Linked DNA regions of Zea mays: region 2 is linked to region 1. Evidence: chromatin contacts called from public Hi-C data. All regions are on one chromosome and are shown on one strand. The core of a region is the stretch at or near the end of the contact, and the rest is flanking DNA. Distances in the headings are between cores, read along the strand shown.

Evidence for each region. Hi-C and Micro-C count contacts between places; a contact is called where the count stands out from the background.
Region 2: a contact with region 1 is called in a Hi-C map of bundle sheath, with 2.8 times the contacts expected there. The contact joins the promoter of LOC100275584 here to the promoter of LOC100273317 in region 1. A contact is called at or near these places in 7 of 25 Hi-C or Micro-C datasets (bundle sheath, ear, leaf and 3 more).

Annotation. Positions count from the first base shown.
Region 1 is chr10:119,910,318-119,913,864 of Zm-B73-REFERENCE-NAM-5.0, forward strand. LOC100273317 reads right to left here and starts at 1,751. Exons shown (of 1, transcript NM_001147758.2): 1 at 869-1,751. The coding sequence starts at 1,518. The coding sequence ends at 1,078. LOC606478 (protein disulfide isomerase11) reads right to left here. Exons shown (of 5, transcript NM_001112333.1): 3 at 3,503-3,547; 4 at 3,020-3,327; 5 at 2,140-2,756. The coding sequence ends at 2,505.
Region 2 is chr10:120,161,932-120,165,478 of Zm-B73-REFERENCE-NAM-5.0, forward strand. It overlaps LOC100275584 (putative protein of unknown function (DUF668) domain family protein), which reads right to left and starts at 1,859. Exons shown (of 13, transcript NM_001149635.2): 1 at 1,272-1,859; 2 at 846-1,150; 3 at 303-628; 4 at 119-211; 5 at 1-26. The coding sequence starts at 1,293.

The DNA of each region.
Region 1 (3,547 bases), core at 501-3,000:
ACCCCCTCGCGCCAATGTATTGTCCAAGAGACTAGCTAGATGTATTGCTACTGAGTACTCAACTGACATAACAGAAAAAGGTTGGAGGAGGAATTAGCGGAAAAATAAAGAGCAGAGTGTGAAACAATGGCGAGGCAACGAACTCCAGCAGCCAAAACCAGCTGGGAGGCAGCCTGGCCGATCCGGCCGGGAGGTTGACTTGGATGGCCTGTTTGGTTGGTCGCCCTACATGGCCGGTTTTGAGCAATACTATGGTTTTACTGTGGTAAAGTAAAACCGTAGTATTTGTGTTATGTATAATTGTAAACTGTGGTATTTCAAAATTACAGTATTTCAAAACTGCATTTACAAACAGTCCCTCACAATGCAAGATGTTAGACTATTACTAGTTACATCTAGAAGTCATGTAGTTTCAAAATCATCGAAATAAAATATGCTTGAAAATTACAAACTTTTTTTTGTAGGCAAGGAACTACACATCTCAGTCTAACTTGTTGCAAAACAACAAGGACTAAAGAAACCGAACCTACTAATTTGATGGACATGGAAATGGAGAGCATCTATGGAGTAAGAATCCCATCGCTGTTCAAAAAGACCAGCCCTTTACCAACTAATTTGATGCACCCTGCAATATCTGTGTATAACTAAAAAAAGGGCAAATAAACCCTCTTTTTGTATGAAAATCAATGAATCGAGCAGTATGATTGTTTGGATTTTAGATTTTGAATGCGTCAGAACTTCACTACGTTTCGAAAGTATTAGGAACAATAAAAACTGGGTATACCTAGCAACTCAAACCCCAATCAATATAACACAATCCAGAATAACAACTAGTATAGAACATCTTGCAACAGCATGCGCCAGATTTAAAACGAGATTATCAGCGTTCCGCGATTATTTAACCACCTCAGATCCTATCAGGATTGCGAGCGAATTCATAACAGCCCGCCTAAACCATACCACCAGTCCACCACCGCGTACTAAAACGCAAGTCACATAATATTAAATTAGCCGGAAGGCGAAAAGGAATCCCATAATAATAATAAAATGTGCCGGAAGGAAGGAGAGACAGAATTCTTAGATCTTGTCGATGTCCTCGTCCTCGAACTGGATGTAGTTGTAGTCGCCGTTCTCCTCGCCCTCCTCGGGCCCATCGACGTCGACGCCCTCGTTGAGCCTGAGCGTCTCGGGAAGCTCCCCGTAGGCCTTGAGCAGGCGCGCCTCGTCGTTCATGTACTTGAGGATGACGTCGGCCTTGTCGTCCTGGTAGTCGCGGAGGCCGACGAGGACGATGTCCCCGGCCGCGATCCACACCTTCTTGTGCATCTTGCCCCGGATATGGCAGAGGCGACGCGTGCCGTCCACGCAGGTGGCCTCGCACCGCCCGTTGCCGAGCATCCGGGTCACCTGCGCATACTCCTGCCCGTCTTCCTTGAAGACGAGCTCGCGCTTGTCGTCGTCAGCCTCGTTCTTTCCACGCTTCCGGTTCTTGCCTCCCTTACCCTTGTTCTTCGGCATCTTCGCGGAGGACGAGAGCGGTGTGGCGAAAACCTAGCGCGAGATCGAGGTGGGGAAAGGGCGTGCTGCGGGCCGCGTTTCCTGCGGAACTTTTTTAGAAGTGTGCGGCGGTGTTTGGTGAACGCGAGGGGAGGAGGTCTTGAGCCGTATGGTTCGTTGGATCTAGGGTTCGGCGGCGTGGACCGCTCGCATAGGAAGGGCGGTGTCTGTTTCTGGATAAGCAGGGCGCGGTGTAGGCTGAAAACGGGTCGGACAATATTTTTAGGGTGTCTTTAGATTCACCAACTAAAATCTAATCACTGTTATATTAATGTTTGGTGCTTATTATAAATATTAAATATAGTTTAATTATAAAAATAATTATGTAGACGAGAAATAACGACAAAACAAACCTATTAAGGTGTTTGTTTCTAAACCTATAAAACTAATATTTAGCGTCTAAAATTAGCCGAGAGGTTTATAACACATCAACTAATAGACCAACTAATGATTAGTTATATCTCTCAAATAGTTATTAGTTGTTAGCTAGTTCAACCTAGCTAATAACTTATTAGCTATCTAACAACTAATGATTTGTTTTGTTTTACTTTTTGGTGACAACTTCACAACTAGCGAGTACCATAGCACCAGAACAGTCTATACATCATGTATTAATTGTACAAACGTTCAGTAGCAGAGTATGATAATAAATATATTTTCACAGAAATGGACTCTGGAATGGACAATTTCTAAAATACACAGGCAGAGGCTAATTTCTAAGCTCTAAATTAAAGAACAAATTGAAGGGCACAAAACAGAAACATAAATAGGCAGGATGTAGAAGTTGGTGTGGCCAATAGAAATTGAAGAATCTCAGCATCAATAGCCAAATCCACTCTTCAAGACTTGCGTCCGTTGAAAGTTTGAAATCTATAACCTCTGAGCTACATCTCCTGGTACATTAGCCATCTTTACACTTCAGGTGCAAGAAGCTCCCCAAGCTTCCATCACTCTTCATGAATTCGTCTTGGCTGTGGAGTATCATCTTGCCCAGCAAAGTACACCATGACAAACAGAAGGGCAATGACGAATATAAGGATGTACAGCGAGGTCAAGCTGACCAGAGAATTCAGGAAACCCATGAAAGAAGGGCCGCTAATTTTCTTCTTTGTTGTTCTTCCTGCTCTGTATCCCTCAAGAAATTGGCTTATTTGAGATGCTTGGTCAGTACCTTCTTCTAATCTCTCTGAACCATCCACCTTCACCAAGAACCATTTTAATTCAATCCCAGAAAATAACAAATTCTTATTTGATGATTATCGGAGAGATGGTAGCAGTTTCTTTCTTAATCAAGTATTAACTTTCTCAGGGAATTATGAGGGTCAACAAACAGGAACCTATAAAAGCAATACCTTTATTGATAGAAAAACTTTTGCATCATTAGTCAGAAACATGCCAGTAACACTTTATATGGATGGTGGTATTAGAAAATAGAATTAATTACTGAGGATACTGTACTTACGAGCTCATACTCCTCATTTCTATCCCACACAAGTAGCTTTGGCAGCTGTGAGCTTTTGGAAACATCAAAAGTCTCCACAAACTCATCCCATTGCTTGATTCCAACATATCCAAACACCAAATCACGGTTTGCGCTAGCAGCAGATCTCAAAATCTTTACCAGCTGTGTAGAATTTTCATCTGAATCATCCTCCAAAATTGTGAGAACAACTTTCCTCTGATCATCATTCAACATTTTTATCGTCTCTGTATTGATTGGGACAACCAAAGGGAGAAGGGATTGTCGTACAAAATCTTCCAAGAAATTTTCTATATCCAAAAAACAACACCATCAGCTATGGCGTTATGGGGAAATCAACATGGCTATGTATGGTATATTAAACGACCATAAGACAATACATGGTGCCTGAAATTACTTCTCAAACTAAGAATCGACATAGAAAAAAAAAGCCATGAACGAACACAAGAAAGGGATAACAATTACCTTCAAATGGGCCATAGAACAAGCTTTGTTCCTTATACTTTGGAT
Region 2 (3,547 bases), core at 609-3,108, 250 kb after region 1:
TCTGGGGTGCACTCTCTGATTCTAACCTAGATATACATCAAATTAACAAGAGCTATAAAAAGCTAAAACATATTAGTATAACTCTGTGCTGCAGTGCCAAATCAAGAAATCTGCTTACTTCACAAAGTAGCGATCCAGGTTATGCCACTGGGGATCTTTACAGCGGTTCCCGAACCTAACAATCTCCTGGGAAAATATTTTCAGCTCTTCTCTGCATTTATTAACCAGAGTTCACAAAAAGGTCACTGGCCAAAGACGATAAGAAAGCCACCATGGTAACTGAGAATAATCTTCCAGGGTACCTTTTGTCGTTAGCTGCAATTCGCATCAGTTCACTCATCTCACTGGAAACCAAATTCTGCACACCTTCGGAAGGAAGCACAACCTGTTTGAAGTATGTGACAGTGTCTTCCGAGAGAGATTGCATAATACTAGCACCTTTAAGTATTGTGTTGGCAACCTCAAAAGCAAGAATTGATATCTTGCATCCTTTGGTCTTGGTCCTGGAAACAAAGCCACCATCTGAGCTCAAGGTCGTCATCAAGCAGCCTAACGTGTCTAGAATCTCCACTGCCTTGCCAAATCCAGCCATGCTGGCTGTCCCAAGCATGGAACCCAGTCTAGGGACCTGCTATGAAAGGTAAGGATTTCAGGACACCACACATTTGCTTTCAGTCACGTGGCTAAGCTAAAATTAAGCAATATAGGTTAAGTAATTGGCATGTATTCGCTCACAGATGTAACGTGAATTAAAGCTGAAAATCTTAAAAATGTTCGCTTGTCACTAATTTAGCTAAACATTATATGCGAAATGAAAATCAATTGACTTTCTGTCCACCACTTGCCTTGCTTGTCCCATTGCTTCCAGACCTTTCTATCCTGGGGTCCATTTTGCCAGACGGAGCTGTGTCTCCTGATGTTGATGCGTATTCCTCCTTGCTACTCTCAGGAAGAACGAAGGCATCATCATCCTTGTAGGGGAGCAGGTTAGATTTCCAAACAAACTCCTGCTCCTCCTCCATCTCCACTGTTTCCTTGACAACCTTCTGCTTGCGTGCAAGACTCATCGTGTCACCAAGATCGCTGGCGCCTTCTGCAGCATCTTCAAACCCCGCACCAGCGATCGCTACAGATCTTCTTGATTTCAGCGCTGCGGAACAACAGAAATCGACATGAGCCAAATTCTCCAATAAATTCAATCCAGCCTAGTTTACCAACAAAAAAAAAAGGAGAGGCACCTAGGAGTCCAGGACAGCGAAAGCATCACATACCGTACCAGCTGTGGCATTCCATCCGCTAGAATCCTGCGCCTGACACAACAGCGGCATCAAGGAACGTCCCCGAGAAACCAGGAACCGTCGCTCCCCACACCGCACGGAAGGTGCTCGACGGAATGCCCGCCCGAGTCAACGGGTAGCAGGAAAGATGGCGCTCTCGAGCAAGAACCAAAGAGAAGGTGCGGGAAAATGACCAACCAACCGCACCAACCGAAAATTTCCCGTACAAAGGAAACCGCGCCAGGAAAAAAGGATGCGAAGCAAAAAAAAAAAGAAGAAGAAGAAGAAGAAGAAGAAGAAACGAAAAAAAAATGCAAGCTTTCTCCAGAGCAAGCGACGATTCACGATCGGGCGCGCTGTCCAGGTGGACAGGAGGGAGGGAGCTTAGTGCTGGCCTGCTGGACCGCGCGAGCTGGGATCTGCAGCTAGAGGTGTACCGGACCACTCGCCCGCCTGCGCCTGCCTCCAAAGAGAGAAGCGAGGAGAGGAGGAGGCAGTTTCTTCCGGTAGTAGTATTTCTTTTGCTTTTCGCTGGGGCACCAACCGGACCCGACAGTGTCGACAGGCGGGCAGGGTGCCGGGTGGCCGCCGATTCGATTTCGATCACTCCTAATCCTTCCCTAGGGCCGAGTCCACGCGCTGACCCTGATTTTTCTTTTTCTTTTTTTTTACGGGCGCGCGTGTGCGGTCGCACGCTTGGAAACGCCAACCGCGCGCGCGCTGGGTCGCCGCCGGCCGGCATGAGGAGGATGGATCTGGCTGGCCGGCCCGGGCCTGCAGGTTGCTGACGAATCTAGCTCGCTTTTCAGCTCTCACCCGCTGGCCGCTTGCTGCCGACAGTGACAGCTACGGAGTGGGGGGCACGTTCCTGTTCCTGCACCGGTTGGTTTAATTTTTTTGGTTGAAAAAAACTCGTGGGCATTGTTTGGATGGTGGCTTGACTCTTGAGCCAGACGAAAGCCTGGATTGGCTGCCTCGACGACCAGGCAGCTTTTCAAACAGATATAAAGTTATTAGTATCACATTATTGGCCTAAAATGGCCGTTTTAATTTTCTTCTTGGCATATCGTTTCAGAAGTAGTATAGTTGTACTCACTACGTAAAAAAATGTAATTCTTATTTTTTTTAAATCCCACAATTTAAATTTTCACTAAAGCTATATAGAAATACTAAATAAATATTATTAGACTAATTATAAAATATGTATTTATACTAAAAAGTTATTGGAGATATAAATGTCAATACTTTTTTATTATAAATTTAGTTAAACTTAAATCAATTTGATTGATACGAATATCATTATTATATTTTTTTTGTAGATGAATGGAGTGCTTGCTACTATAATCACCATACCGGATCAAACAATGTTATATCCGTTGACGTGTTAGAGATACAATTAATTAGATATCAATGACGTGATTAGGGGTTAGGTGACGCATTTGTCTTTTCGGACCGGTGTGAAACACAATCTCCTCGTCATTATATAATTTTGTAATCGTACCACCTACTATATTTCATCATTATTAATATAATCGCCGGTCTGTTTACAATCCATCCACATAGCTCTATTTTTTTTTAAAAAAAACGAATTACATATAGAGCTGTTAATTATATTGATAAAGAAAAGGTTGCCCAAACTAGGTATAATAGAAAAACAACAACAATAATCGTAACAACTACAAACGACTATGACTACACTACCGGCAACAACAATATTGATAAAAACGCATGTTTTAGTTCAAAAATTAATTAGTCAGCGATAAATATTCGAGTACTAACTAAAACAACTGTGTCAACAATAACCCACTTATATAACATGAGCAAATAAATATTGGGCACGAGAGAACTAGGACAAGGAGAACAAATACAGACAACACAAGTCACCATCGACGGTAAGCAACAAGACGAGTCTTGTCATTAGGGGGTGTAATCGGATCGAATATGGACGGATATCAATAAAATCATATTTGTTTTCATATTTTTAGTCGGATTCGAATTCGAATACGAATACAAATACGGATGTTCTCGAATACGAATACGGATAGTCGTGGATCGAATACGGAGCTAATCGGACACGGATAGCGTCGGTAACGAATATTTTTGTCGGATATCGTGTAAGACATCATTCCACACATATCATGTTATAATCATTTAGCCCCTCCTTTAGTCCAAACATTTTATAGGATTATATGTGCACATATGCTACACCTCCATAAAAATCCATGAATTTCTAAGGATATTTTGAGTATTATTAATTTGTTTATGTAGAA